Linked DNA regions of Mus musculus: region 2 is linked to region 1. A link is a contact called in public Hi-C data. All regions are on one chromosome and are shown on one strand. Each heading gives the region's core, a stretch centred on a gene start, on an enhancer-like site or on the middle of the called end of the contact. The rest is flanking DNA. Distances are from core to core; before and after follow the strand shown. Region 1 holds the start of A430048G15Rik (a long non-coding RNA gene). Region 2 has its middle 36 kb from the start of Gm14100.

Region 1 (7,446 bases), core at 3,093-5,592:
ATTGGGCATGATGGCGCTCCTCTGGGAAGTTTGGACTAGCTGCTTTACCTGTGAAGACTTGACATTGGTCAAAGGAAGTGCAAATGTTTGAAAGAATGGAAAGGAACAATAAAAAGAAAGTCCATGAATTCTTTTCTATTCCTGTGACCAAATACCTGAGAAAATAGAAAACTAAACAAAGAGACAAACATTTTGGCTCACTGAGGGGATAGAACTCGTCATGCAGGAGCAAGGTGATGGCTCTGGGGCTGTGTCAGCTGCTTGTCACATGGCATCAAGCAGGAAGCAGAGAGAAGGGGAGGCTGGAGGCAGGGCCTGGACTATAACCCCAAAGACCCATACCCACGGATGCATTCCCTGCTGCCAAGTCCTGCTTTGTCCCTACAGGTTTCACATCCATTCCAAACAGCACCACCAGGTGGGCACCAAGTGTTCAAACATAGGAGCCTGTGGAGGGCATTTCACATCCAAAGCAAAATAGGAAGATAAATGATGCTTCTTTATGGACAAAGGCCATTTTCATCAAAAGACTTGTTTTCAAAAACTACAAATACTTTCCTTTGTGAAGATATTAACTAAGGCTCTTTGAGGTAAAATGTCAAAATGTTGACTTTTGAAATGTTATTTTGTCTCCTGAAGGTGATTTTAACATCATACATATCTCTTTTCTTAGCAAGGGTCTATTTCATTTTTCATTATGTACACTGTGTGTAGGGGAGAGGCAGGCATTGTTCACATGAGTGCAGTTGACTATGGAGGCCAAAAGAGAGCATCAGGTTCTCTTAAAGCAGGAGTTACAGGTTATTGTGAGCTGTCTGCCTACATAGGTGCTGGAAACTGAACTCAGGCCCTTCACAAGTGTAGTATATGAGCTTAACCACCGAGTCATGGCTCCAGCCCAACTTTTACCACCTTCAAGAAATAAAGTTGCTGTTATCCATCAGCCAACCTGAAACAGGGTGAATGGTAGGCAAAATGAGCAAGTATTCGTTTACAAATACAGAGCTGTTATAATGTATGCAGTGAAAACCTTCACCATTTGAGCACTGTAGACTTCCACCACACAATAGGAAGACAGCACATACTCCTTAGAGCAATAGTGTCAACGGCATAATTCTATTTTATGACTTTAAAAATAAGATGTTATTGTATGAAGTATTAAAGTACAGTATATTTAATGTTTTAAAAATAACAAAAAAAAACCTCACAGGAGCATTGCATGAAGGAATTATAATAAGGTTTACTTTTATTTAGGACCTCTGGGAAATCTTTGGAGACAGAGTAAGATAAAGCAACCTAACTATTAGAATCCTACTAAGTGACAATGACAGACCAACTATGCTTAGAACACATCTGAAATTGGTAGTCAGATTCAGAATGCTTCAGAGAGATGAGTTCACGGAGTTGGTAACAGAAGTGCATAGAGCCGAGAGCCCCGCAAAGGTGTGAAACACAGCACACACCCACCCTAGGCACTGGGTGTTTACCTACACAAGTAAAGATTCTCCTCCATTATAAAAGCCACACTTTGCACAGCATAAATACAAAACAGTGTTTTGCTTAGCTTCAATGAAGAATGAAATTGTCTCACTTTTAGGAAAGTCAATATAACTGGAAATCATTATTCTAAAGAAGCCAGACCCAGAACAACAAATACTATGTATTTATCTCCCATGCAGAATATAGATTGAAAAAAGAAAATATATACGGAATTCAAGCAGGAGAGATACTATTTAAGAGAAGGCCAAGGGGAAGAAAGTTTGGAGGATGATTGACATGTATGAAAATGTCACCAAGATGCATTACTCTGTACGCTAACTAAAATCTATAATGTGGATAAATAAAAACAAAAGTCTTAACTTGATCCTAGATTTCCCTCTAGCCACCATGCTCTCTCCTTCCATTGGTTTATCATTTGTTTTTAGCTTGTGTGTAAAGCACTTAGAATCACTTCACATCTCTCTCACCCATGACCTGTGTCTTTGCCACAACAGCCAATGTCATTTGATACTGCTGACCACTCACCCCCTGCTCAGCTCCCTAACATCCCTCAGCCTGGCTTTCTCAGTCCTATGGATGGGTGGTTTCAGGTTCCTTCCATTACTCTCAGAATGCTTCTAGTCTAGTGTCTGGCCTGGGTCTTAGTCCCTTCGCATCATACCTGTCCATCTTGACCTTCCAGAAGCTGCCTCACTGTTGCCTTCCTCCCTGATCACCAGAGTTACTGTACCTAGTTTGTTCACGTGCCGAGTGTTTGAGTCACTGATCGTTTCCCCCTTACCCAAAGTAGTCTCCCACTGTTGGCCTTAGTTTTCTTTCTAAATACCATGTCTGGAAGGTATTCCCTTTTAAGCGGTGTCCCAGGTGTCCAAGTGTCCCAGGCCACTCTGATACATGTACAACAATCTTAAAATCACTTCACGTAGCTTTCTTGGTAGTAGGCTGAGTAGATTCTTGTAGGCTCTTTAAGATGAACAGAGCCTCTGTCTTTCTTCCTATATACAGAAAGAGGCACACACTCTTCACCCGGGAAGAAGAGTTAAAAGACTGATTCGATAAATGAAGATGTAAATAGAAGCGATAATCAATTGCTAATCACTGCTTACATCTTCCTATCATGTTACAGTAAGTAATAATATTTAATGAGGATTTTTGTTTAATAATACAAAGCAACAAAGAAAGCCAGGTTTGACGGTTCCTTAATCACTTTGACACAGCCAAATAACTTCTTAAGAGATATGTTTATCGTATTATTTTGTATGTAGGATTGTTTTACGCACTTGCGTGCGTGCGTGCGTGTGTGCGTGTGTGTGTGTGTGTGTGTGTGTGTGTGTGTGTGTGTGTGTGTGTACAGGCATCATTTGTGTGCCTGAGGTCTGAAGAGAAAATCTGCTACCCTGGGACTAGAGTTACTTCTTGTGGGCTACTACCACATAGAGGTTGGGTATCCAACTCAGGAGCTCTGCAAAAACCATTAGTGTTCCTAGATGTTGAGCTAATTCTTCAGCCCCAACACAGAGAAATTTAAAAAAAAAAACAATACCCCAAATCTTATATCAGTTTCTTGCAACCACAGTAGATTAGTTTCACCTGATGATTTATTTATTCCGAGAACACTGACTTGGAGTTGCATAGCTACAGTTTCCATCTGCATGGATCCAAGAGAGCAGTAGATGGAGCGATGGGGATGAGCGTGACACTTCGAAACACAAAGCACATGCGCATACTCTAGTTCTAGGATGCTCTCTGAATACCCAAAGAATGAAGGTGCCCTGTGAGCATCTCAAATGCTCCTCTCATCTCCATAACTGGAAGCATAGACTTAGACATGTCCTACAAAATACAGAAGAATGGTGTAATCGTCCAACACATGCTGTGGGTTTGGGAGGAGGAGACTATTAGCATGTGGGCCCCATATTTAGAGATAATTATTCTAGAGTAGTGGTTCTTCACCCTGATGAAGTCACCAGGAGAGAAATACTTCTGGGCAGCAGTATCTCTGAAACCTTATCCTAATTTATCGAGATAAGTGGGGTTGAGATGGTAACATTTTAAAGATGATTTTACCATGTAGCTAGGGGAGAGAACCATTGATCAAGGTAGGAAGTCCGATCATTATAAAAAGGAACCAGGCCAGATCTTCCAAAGTCCAAGAAAGGAAACCCCCATTCTAACCTTTTCCTGAACAACACCCCAACTTAGATACTTTTGAAGGACAGCCTTGCCTCCAGCTCGGGAGGACTTATCTGATCTCCACTTCTAGCGTCTCTACACATTTAAACCCTCCTGCTGATGAAAGCGTGAACTGGGCTCGGTTTAATAACGGGGTTTTCCCATTGGCTGTGTTCCCAGTCAGAATCCCCACCCTTCTCTAAGCTCCTCCCCTTCTTCAGACTGTCTATCTAGGACAGTTTAAAATCTTCTTTCCTGCCAGTAATCTATCCAATTACATCACAGGGCTACCATACCTAGTCTTATAAAAATAAGTTTAAGAGAGAGTTCTTCTTGAACCAGAAAGGAGAGCACTGACACGCCCCATGGCCTAGTTTGGGAAGGAACCTTTATCTGCATAACAGTGGCTTCCAAATGAGTATCCCCACCCCCTTGCTGAGCCTTCCATTTTGGCTGAGCAGGTACTCATCAGGAAACCAAACCTCGTCCTCCCAGATGGCAAAGGCAGTGCTTTCGAAGTAGGCCAAAGAATCTGGAGCTTGTCTAACCAGAAATTCTTACCCACTCCCAAAAAAATGCATATCCTGTTCATCCGAACGATAATTAGCACCTGCTTCCACCACTGAGCTCCTGTGGGATTTGGCAAGGCGTTCTGGCGGTGCAGTTTCTCTCGCCGGTCTCAGGCTCTGCTGCCTCATGAACCCGGTTAGTCACATGGCATGCCACCTAATCTAGACAGGGTGTTGCTGGACTTCAGTGGGACTGCCCCAACAAAATCATTAGGAACTCGTAGAGACATGAAGACAGAACACACGGAGAGAGGCACTCCAGGTCCTTTGGCTGCTCCAGACTCAGACACCCTCAAGATGGATTCCAGCAATGCTGGGTTATTGAAACTCAGAGAAAGGCCAGAAATGACCTAAGCCAAATGCTGTTAATACTTGAGGACTCACTGCCTGTTTCAAATTTATAGAAAGCAAGAGACCTTCCTCCCAGAGCACTGTGAGGACACAGCTTTTCGTATACCTTCAGGAGACTAGATCAAGAACTAACTGGCTCCCTGAACACGAATCCTGATACACACACTCCCCTTGGCTCACACATACTTACTCTATTTATATGGTCCAGGGAAGCCTGAGAGTCTCTAAAGAATGTAGATTCTTAATTCTAGTCCCAGGAGATTCCTCCAAGACCAGTGATTTCTGGTCCTTCCTTAGATACTTAGGAATTGACCTGATACTTTCCGGGGCCATTGATCTTCATACAAGGCCTGCTGGGTGTCATCTGCCTTCCTGCCTTCTGTCTACAAGCCATCTTTTATATATATATATATATATAATTATAAATATATAATATATATATAATTATATATATATATAATGGTAAATCATTTTCTCTTGACTGTGTAGCCTAGAAATAATGACTGGATCTATCAAAAATATTCCCAAGCATAGAAACAAGTGGGTGGAGAGCCTTAAGAGAACCATGTCTTCACCAGAGCGACACCTGGTGGAGAATTGCATTAAATTCGACCCAAACGAAGGCAACACCAGTTAAAAAGGAATATTTACTCTTTCCTCTATTTTTGAAATCAGGAAAGCAATTTTATCTAGATTTTTTTTGACACAAATATTCTCTTAAACATCACCAGATAAAATGTGATTCAAAGGTAAAGTGATTACTTGGAAAAAAACTCAAGTTTTTATTTCCTAGTTCTTCATACAAAATGTCCTCTAATTCTCTCGTATAGCCACAGAACACTCTCACAGCAATTACATGTTTCCAGTGAACTCAACTGCAGCTGCATTTGGCAGATAAGAAGAGCTTGTGTTAGTGGGGTTAGTGCAGCAAGCAATGGAATCCTGCTTCTATCTAGAGGCTGGAGAATCCCAGGGGACATAGTTTAATTGCTCTCCTCTGGGCAGAGATAGCTGGAGGCAGTGACTTTCTGTTGCTAGATGACTTTAACACTTCACTCAAACTTCCTGTCTTGAGTTCCTCTCCTTAAATAGGGAAGATTCATCTTCTCTGAAAGGCTCCTGTTGAGAAGCAACTGAATAATTGGTTTAGTTTTGTGACCCTTTTGCCCAATAGTATGATACAGGCTTTTGCTGGTAGAATTGTCATGGTTCCTAAAAGAGCTGAAATAATCTCTACATATTTCCAAAGGCATCAGTTGTTGTCTAGTCTAAACTACACACAGCAAGCAATCTGCTGGCCAGGCTTGCTCTACAAACTTGATAGATTTACTTATTTATTTATTCATTTATTTATATATTATACATTTCGGTGGGAATGACTTGGTGGTCACACTATAACTCCACTGATTTTAACATGATATATAAAGTTAGCATAATATTGAGATTTAGAGAAACCAAATATTAGCGACAAGGAGACTCAAGTTTGAACGGCTCGTGCACGTGTGGTGATTAGGGGGAAACTGGTAGGAACTGGTTCTTTCCTGCCATCTTATACACTCCTGGGATCCAACTTAGGTAGTCACGTTTGGTAGATGGTAGTACCTTTCAACAAACCATCTGGTCTCGCAAGCCCAAAGAAAGTGTTTCATGATTTTTGTTTCCTATGTAATTAGTTTGCTGGATTATTGAACCCATAGTTTCATGCATGCTGGGCAAGCACTATACCACTAAACTGTATCCCTAGTACTTTAATTCAGGTTTCATTTCTTATTAATCATTTTAATAGGGCTGATAACTTTAAAACACTGGGTGCCATGTCTCACACTCATCTGAAAGAACCAAACTTGCAAAACCCCACCTCCAGTGGCCATCAGTCTCACCTCCCTTATCTGGAAAGCCCAGGCCAAGCCCATCTCTCTGTGTGGTCAGACTTATCTCCCCCAACAACATCTGGACCTAAGGACATCTTGCACCATTCCACCCCAAGCCTGGGAACTCCTCTGCAACTAGGTGCTGTGCATTCCTGCCTCACACCCCAGCAGAGGGATGCCTCGCAGAACTACCCACTATCAGAAGTGCTGGAGTGACAACCAGGAAGGCAGGGAAGTCAGCGTGTAAATGAGTCCCATGGTTCCTGACATGAAGGCTTCATGAGTTAGTAGAGAGGCAGAAGGTTTGGATGCAGGGATCTAGAAGCTGGTCTGTAGAGTTGGGAAGTTGTGGGTGGAGATAAGCTAATCAAAGCACAGGCATATCAGAAGACATTCCTTCTCAGCTGTAAAGTTAAGAAGGCTCCACATGAGGTTTTGCTCTCTCTCTCTCTCTCTCTCTCTCTCTCTCTCTCTCTCTCTCTTCTTTTATGGGAAGTAAGTTAAAGCAGGATGTGTAGAAATGCCATGTTTATAGGGCACATATTTGTGTAATTCAAAGACTATATGTAGACCTGTATGGGGAGGGGGGATGTTTTATGTATTTCAAGAATAATAAAAGGAGATTTTGATTGATCATACTATCACCATTTACCAAATGACAAGGTAACCAGAGCAAATGCAACAGAAGGGAGGGGGCAAGCAAAGCATTTGTTTAAAAACAAAACAAAAATTTACCAGGAGACCTTACTGGTGCAGGGTGATATATAAATGCTGCAGTCTTGATTTCTTAAAATGTACAACTTCTGGTGATTTAGTTTTGCCCATGAAGAAGTCCATGTTCAGAGCTATTTCTATCTCTCCCTCTTCTTCAGCACCATAAGGGAATACTGCACATAAACTTCAGCGTTATAGAACCTCTGCATCCATCTGAACATGGGCATGCAGACAACAGCAAGAGGAGACCTAAAAATGCAAAAGTAGAA
Region 2 (7,446 bases), core at 3,014-5,513, 66 kb before region 1:
GTACGCTGAGGGTCCATCATGACCTGGTCTTGGTGCTCACTGTCTGAAAGAACATCTTGATTTTTCTTCTATGGTCTCTCTTTGTGACCTCTCATCCTTCAGATGCCTCTCTCCAGGTGACTTCTCTCTCTTTACCAAGACAGGCTGAGCTTTTATAATTTAGTGTCTTAGAGTAGGAGCAAGGGTTAGAATGTAAGTTCTAGGAAATGACATGAAGTTGGGAGGCGTGGTGAGTAGGGGATAGATCAAGGAGGAGTAAAGAGGAAGAGTAAGGGAGTAATAATAGCATATTATTATTATTATTATATGCACATATGGTGTTCTCAAAGAAGTAATACAAATATTCTATTTAAAATGTTATAAGATATCTCTGCAAAGGCTGTTTGGAAATCCCAGAACATTCCTTCTGCAACATCCAACTGGTCAGAGCAAAGTTCAGATCAACCCCTATTCAAGAGATGAAGAAGTAGATAGATTCTCCCTCTATGCGGAAGTGGTGTGGTTATTGTCTCTGTAGGCAATCTACTCTAGAACCTGTGATTAGAACATGGCCATTGCTGTTCTCTGGATGATTAACCTGATGCATAATTCTTGCCTTTCCCAGTTTCCATTTGTGTATTCATCATAACATATATATTCAGGTAATATGTCTTAGCTGAACTTTGACCCCTCAAGATGACCCCTGGCATCCATTGGTATGCACAGTCAAGATATGGTCTCTGTTCTTGCATCAGAGAGAGAGAGAGAGCATACAAAGACATTAATCTAGCTTCCTAAGACAAATGAGGGAAGGGTTTATCCTTATCCCAGCTCTTTATATCCAGCCTTGATATTTATTCTGCACTGCCCTGAAGATATTTATTAGATTCTGGGTGGTTGACTCTACCTTAAACTTTCCCAAATCAAAACGCAAATGCTCTTCTTCTTTGTTTTTTATGTTTGTTCTCTAATGCAGAACATATGGTTTCAGGTTATACTAGCTATCCTTTCTCTAAATTTTACCTCTTAGTCAAACAGGCCGTGCTGCATATTGTAGATGGTGGAGATGGAGAGGGGAAAACAGAATGTGTTCCTTCAGCCCCACCTTAACCCCGACCCTGCCCACCCCCAATCTTAGGCTGGATTCCAAGCGATGATCTTTGCTCTCCTTTGAGAAGAGTTATGAATGACACACCCTTAAGATGCATTTTTATATACAGGTGGGTACAAGGTCACATACTTTGTGTGCACTTTCAGACTTTGCTTGAGTAGCTGTATGTGGTTGGGTGAGGATTACAAGACAATAAAAGGCTTGGGGTGGCATCAAGCAAAATACAATTAAACACTATCAGAAAATCATGTGCCTAATCTTCATGTGGAGATAAAATCTACACTGCTTACAAATTTCACTCATATCCACACAATTCCTCTTTACTAGTTCCCATGATATAATGGTTCTTAGAGGCCACAAATCATGCCATAGGCAAAGAGAAAGGGGTATGAACTATTTTATGTGACAAAATGCACAGGTTAACAAAACTTCCTACTCATTTTAAGATATTTGCCAATGCCCTAATTTCTATCTATAAATGTTTTATACAAAATTCATAATTAAACAGAAGGGATGGTCTTTAGAAAAATCTCAAAGAAGATAAAGATCAATTTAGAGTAAGCGACAGGAGAATTATGTGGTTAGTGCATATGTATCCTCCTTATACATTCCATTTTAATTAACATCTCACGTGGACCTTACTACGTAGGTGACCTTCTGCCCTTTGGTCATCTCCACCTTTCTTTCGAAAGATATGATGGAAGTATCCTATAATAAGCATGCAAGCATTCAGGCCAATGCCTCTTCCTTGGGGGGAAATAAAATCTCTCTTAATTTACATGTCACATGTATCATATTCTGTTTTGTAAGAGGAGGATCTATCCTGAAGCATTTTGGTTGCAATCCAATTTTCACACGAGTATAATATGCTGAAATTACTAGTTGCTATACATCCTGTCTACCAGCCAATGAGATACTCAGTGTTCTACAGAAACAGAAAGAAATCTACACAAAATCATGTGTATCTTTGGCATGTCTGAGGCCACTTACAAAGTCCATTTTTGATGGATAACGGAAGCACATCACCTGCCTTTAATAACTTACTACTTTTAAAGAGGTTTAAATAGATCCTTAAAAAGTAACCTCATGGTTGAATCTGAAGACAATTGTGGCTTCCCACTTCTTGTGAGTGTAATTCAACAGAAATTCAATTGTTAAGGTGGCTTTCATCATGGTTGACATTTTTCTAATTTGTCTCATTTCTAAATTATCAGAGACTGGATCTTGGCTATGGAGAGGAAAATAAAACAATCTAATGACACCCTGGGTAGGTAGAGTGTCTTTTATCAATGCTCTCAAAACACCTGGCAAGCATTAATTACTTCTCCAAACATGCTGAGGGAGATGTGGCTATGATCATTCCATCACGCTGATGAGGAAGCAGATGCTGGGTCAGGGATAGGTGACTTAAGATAAACTACACGGCCTTGGTGAGCTCTGTACTCAAAGGGAAGAAAAATTACTAACTTCAAGGCAACACATTTTGGCTGCTTGCCTACCTTGATTCGTCAGCTGTAGTTATCTTTGTTCTGACCCAACTATGACCATTTCTGTTTCTTCCTTGCCTGACCATCTTTAATCTCATCACCAGGAAGGATAGCTTCTACTTTAAGAAGACATTGTCCAAGCTGAGTTTTGCAAACTGGGATTCCTAGATACCAAATAAAAGGGGACCAAGAAAGAATGAGGTAATGTACCTTGCTTAGGTCTCCAGAGGATTCATTGAAGCAATAGTTTGAGTTGTAAACTTGAGACTATGTTGAGCCTGCCTCAAATTTTAATGAGTTGTTCTATGAGAAGACATTATCTGGTCTTGGGTTATTTCAATATGTTGGAACAGCTAAATTTTGCCTTTTTTGGTGGATATTCTATTCCCACAGTAGGCAAAGCACTGTATTCATAGGGTAGGCTCATGATGTCCTGTCCCTTTTCTCCTTCATTTTTATTAATTCTCTCACTCTTTAAGAGTTTGTTATTAAAGTAGTCAGTTGAAGATTGACATCAGAGGCAGGACAAAGCTTCATTACACGTAGCCATGGAGCTAATCTTATCAAGAAAATTCTAGAAGCTCCCGTTCTGTCAAGGTCGCTGAGAGGGAAACATGCCCCCTTCTAGTATTAATATATCAAATATTTAGCAAAACAAAAAGGCATTTCTAATTTTGGCTATTCCTGTTTTCTTTCTCTCTCTTCCCACTTGCCTTCTCCAATTAGGTAACAAGCAAAGATTAGGCCTTAGCAATGATGACCTCTGTGAAGTGAACTGTAGATCACAAAATAAAATCATGATAAGTTAGTTCCATGTCACGTCACTAGAGAGAAAGGTTACTCACAGCTGGGGGAAAAAATCTTTTTTCCATTGACCCACTCAAAAGCAGCCATGATGTCACCAGGGCTGGCTATCTGGTGAGCTCCCCGGGAATAGCAGCCTCTGGAATTTAGCAATTAGAGGAAGGGGCCAGAGGAGGTTTTAAAATAGCCCTGGAGGGTGGTCAGCCTAGTTTGCAGACCTGCTGGCTGTGTAGCCCATGGCCCGCTGGGAACTGCAGTGCCGATGTGTTTTAGCTTTCTATTTCAAGCCTGTGACTCACATTACAAATATTGACTTCTATTTCTCTATTAGCATCAGGTTTTTTTTTTCTTGAATCCTCTGAATTGACTTTGACTATAACTTTGGTTAATATTAAACCTCTTGGGTCAACACATTTTTATAGCCATGAGCTGCTGCAACCACATGGAGTAGGGATTGGCAAGAGGTGCTTCAATCAAGAGCAGGACAGGGAAAAGTCTCTCCCAGCCTCCCAGCCTGCCCACTCACTACTCCACACACTCCTGCTGTTCATCCTTCCAAAGCAACAGTGGCATCGGGGAAAACCTTCCATGGCTCCACATAGCCAAAGGAGGAAGGGCTGACTGTTCCCACTGAAGCGATCCAGGGCTTGAAAAACATCACCTTTACAGATCCTGAATATTTTACCAAACAAGCCACAATGAACCCACCCACAACTTTCTCTGGATTCAGCTGGCCAAGCATACAATGCTCTTGGGGCATACAAGTCAACTGACACATTAAGCAAATGTTCACCCACCTTCTCTGGCTTCTTCTGTCACTGGTTCTGATATACTCATCTTTGTACCCTCTGTACACCTAGCACCCAGACCTGGCCCATGAGAGCTACTGAGCAAACATTTGCTGAGCTGAATTCCACCTCAGGTTGGTTTGTTTCCTTTAGGCCCATGATTAATAGTCATATGAAGTTGTTAAAACATCCATACGGCAAGTTGGCTGAGGCAACTTGTCTCAGGGAAACCCAAATGGACTTCGCTAATGTGCAGCATCTAAGAAGAAAGCACACATTACTATCATTTTTCCTGCATGTGGGATAATGAACTAAATTATTTCCTGAATTGGAATAAATGAAAGTCAGTTACAGAAAGCAACTTAAGAGAAAATGTAAGTCAGACGAAACCATAAAGAAAACGGGAAGTTGCGAGACAAGCCTTGCTGTCTTCCAACTAAGTCTGTTGGGGAAAACACAACAGGACCCGAGGCCATGAGACGCAGCTTCCTTCCCTTTGTATGGTTTTTACTGTGCAGCTGTGAGGAGAAAGTCGATGGAAAGGTAGGGAGAACTGAGAAGCAGGAAGGATGAGCACATTTTAAAAGAAGGCAACATAAGCTCAGAGCACCTATCTCACCAAGCAGAGAAGCAAGCCCTCGACACTGTCAAATGACTTTGACTTTTTTCTGAGGCAGAACTGGAAATGACCAGATAGTGCCTTATCCATTTGTTTACAAAGAAGGAAATGGAGGGCCAAGAAGGTTAGATCGTTTCCCTTCCTAAAGGGGTAGGCTCCTTAACAGAAAGCAGTTTGGTATCCTAATCAAATTAGCTTGAAACCCTGTGCTGCTGATAGAGTCCCTTTCCAGTCACCAAGAGCTCATCACCCTCACAGCTCAGTGTTTGAGAATGCTTTGATAAATCCAAGGATGTAATAGATTCAATTTGGAAAGATGGGAGGAGGAGAATGGGTGGACTGAATGACTCTAAGTTAGTTCATAGCACGCCATCAGCAATGTTAGAGGAGACATCATATCTTTCAAAAGCTTGATGTTTCTCAATCATATATTACTAGCGATGCCCAGTGCTAACTGTGGCTAGGATTTATTTCCTTGATCTGTAACTCATTCTGAGAGAACTGCTAAGTGATGGCGTGTGGGCCTCTTTGGCAATGTAGTCCAAGTTTGTACAGGTGAGGCAAGACCTCTCCAAACCCTGACTCTTCTCCCTGCCAGCTTCATGCTTTCACAATAATAATACATGGTCAATATGCAACTCGGGCCTTCCTCCAGCAGTCTGTTGTCCATCTTGACATGTCAGCATAATCAGCTTTAGAAAGAAAATAAAAGAAGAAAAAAACTCCTTGACAGTCAATCTGTCTAGAGAGCCTATGAGGGCTGTGTCAGTTTCCACATGGTGTTTGCTAACAGACAAACAAGGGATTCATGTATCTGTTTGATCACATCCCTGTGGCTGCCACAAGTCCATATCTTCCTGTTGCTAAAATTTATGGAAACAAAACTAAATTAATAAAAATATCTCTCAAAAGGAAAGCAGTAAGACTTGTTGCATGACTCATTTTCAATGTCAATTATATAGGATGGCTTCTTCCACAGGAGAAACGGCTGGAGAAACAAAATAAAAATCTGACCAAGAGGAAAACAGATATCACAAAAATAAGTTCTTCCATTCATTTGTGCATTCTTACAAATCACATTGATTTGTGCACTTTCCTCTTTCCATAAAGGAAGCTATAGCACATTGATAATAGAGTAACTTTAGCCCTTTGGTGCTAGGGAGTGAACTCTGGGCCTTGTGCCTACTAAGCACACACTTAGCCTGAACTGCACCCCAGCCCACTTGTGACTACACCCCAGGCCACTTGTGATAGAGCTGAACAAATACTTGTGTGTTAGGAACCTAGACTGAGGCATGAACAGCTCATCCATCAGAAAGAAGGGAGTCTACACCTTGCTCTAGGCCTTCCATGATTAGGACATTTTCTTGGTCCCTGATTTATAATACAGTTCATAATAATGTCATGCCCACAGCAGTGTTTTCTATTTAAAAGTAAATCAATAGCAATAATTAATAGAAAAAAATCAATAGTTGTCATGAGCCTACTGTCAGCATTTTCTAAACATTGTTCTTTGATCCTGCAAATCATTTCAATAGGTATCGACCACTGGATTTTATCATTTCAAAAATGCAAATAATCATAATATTCTCTAGACATCTATCTATCCAAAGTAGAATGGGTGACAGGTCAAAGGTTAAGAAAACAAAAACTAATCAAGTTTGAGTCCTTAGAAAAAGCAACTTGGTACTTAGCCCTTTGGATTTAAATGTGCTTCACTTCCCAGAACACAAAACAGATAGGAGGGATGAGTTCATAGCATCATGCCGACCAACAGCTGCTGATACAGGCAGAGCAAAGGGCCCCAGTGTGGGCCCCAGCGGCCTAGGCTTCACAGTTGCTCTCCCTGTGGTTGAGATTTAGTATATTCCATAGTTGTTGGATAGTTGGGGGGAAGGCTGCTTCTTTCCTGCTAAAGGGATTTCTGGAACATTCCAAGCCTCTGTCCCTAAATGCAGATGACCTTCGAGGAGCCAAAGAGCAGAGCCTCTCTCTGGGCTCAGGACATCTATCCATTAATGCCAGCACTTTCAAGGTTGTTGGAAAGCCTTGACAGTTTTTTTACTTACAAACAGTGCAATTAAACCCCCAATCTATACAGGATTGAACTCTCAGCTTCCCTTTCCTGATTTCTTTCAGCTCACAAGACCCATAGGCCAAAAATACACCCTCTGTACCACCAACAAGGCCACAAAGCCCGTCATAGTGACTGACCTCTGAATGCCCTTCCCGTTTCTGCCCCTTTGCTATCAGAAGTTTCTTTCCTGTTGTGTTTTCTAGTTCCACAGTTAGCATAGGCAAAGTGTCCGGAGAGAAACTGTATCATATGGCTTCCTGTGAACCATCCTGTGAATTCCCACCTCACAAACTGAAAGGCCTCCCTGCCTCAGTTAGTGCCATCTTACACCCTGCACTTGAGCCTCCATGGGAGAGTCAACTTTTCTTTCCAAGGTTCCAGAGCAGCTGCTCAAATCCAAATATATCCTGGGTCTCTAGCCTTGTTCCCCTTTTCATTACATACACACACACCATCATATAAAGGAACGGTTGTCAACCTGTAGACCTCGAACCCTTTGAGGATCGAATATCAACCATCCTGTATATCAGATACTTATGTTACAATTCATAAGTAGAAAATTTACAGTTATGAAATGGCAA

Evidence for each region. A called contact is a pair of places that touch in the nucleus more often than the background predicts.
Region 2: a contact with region 1 is called in a Hi-C map of liver, with 2.7 times the contacts expected there. The contact joins the enhancer-like site here to the promoter of A430048G15Rik in region 1. A contact is called at or near these places in 10 of 484 Hi-C or Micro-C datasets (the MNK3 cell line, bone marrow-derived macrophages, embryonic fibroblasts and 5 more), 1 of 115 datasets of contacts at active chromatin or transcription factors (intestinal villus epithelium) and 1 of 9 other capture datasets (embryonic stem cells).

The regions. Positions count from the first base shown.
Region 1 is chr2:133,428,993-133,436,438 of GRCm38.p6, reverse strand. It overlaps A430048G15Rik (a long non-coding RNA gene), which reads right to left and starts at 4,342. Exons shown (of 4, transcript XR_001783619.1): 1 at 4,234-4,342. It overlaps Gm31851 (a long non-coding RNA gene), which reads left to right and starts at 6,581. Exons shown (of 3, transcript XR_866756.2): 1 at 6,581-6,765; 2 at 7,336-7,446.
Region 2 is chr2:133,495,173-133,502,618 of GRCm38.p6, reverse strand. No RefSeq gene overlaps it. Among named protein-coding and RNA genes, the nearest start is that of Gm14100, 36 kb to the right of the region's middle. Within about 2 kb of position 4,263, at least 53 of the 459 cell types and tissues checked have an H3K27ac peak or open chromatin away from gene starts, as enhancers often do. A contact at or near this core is called in bone marrow-derived macrophages, intestinal villus epithelium, liver and 3 more, where this site is marked.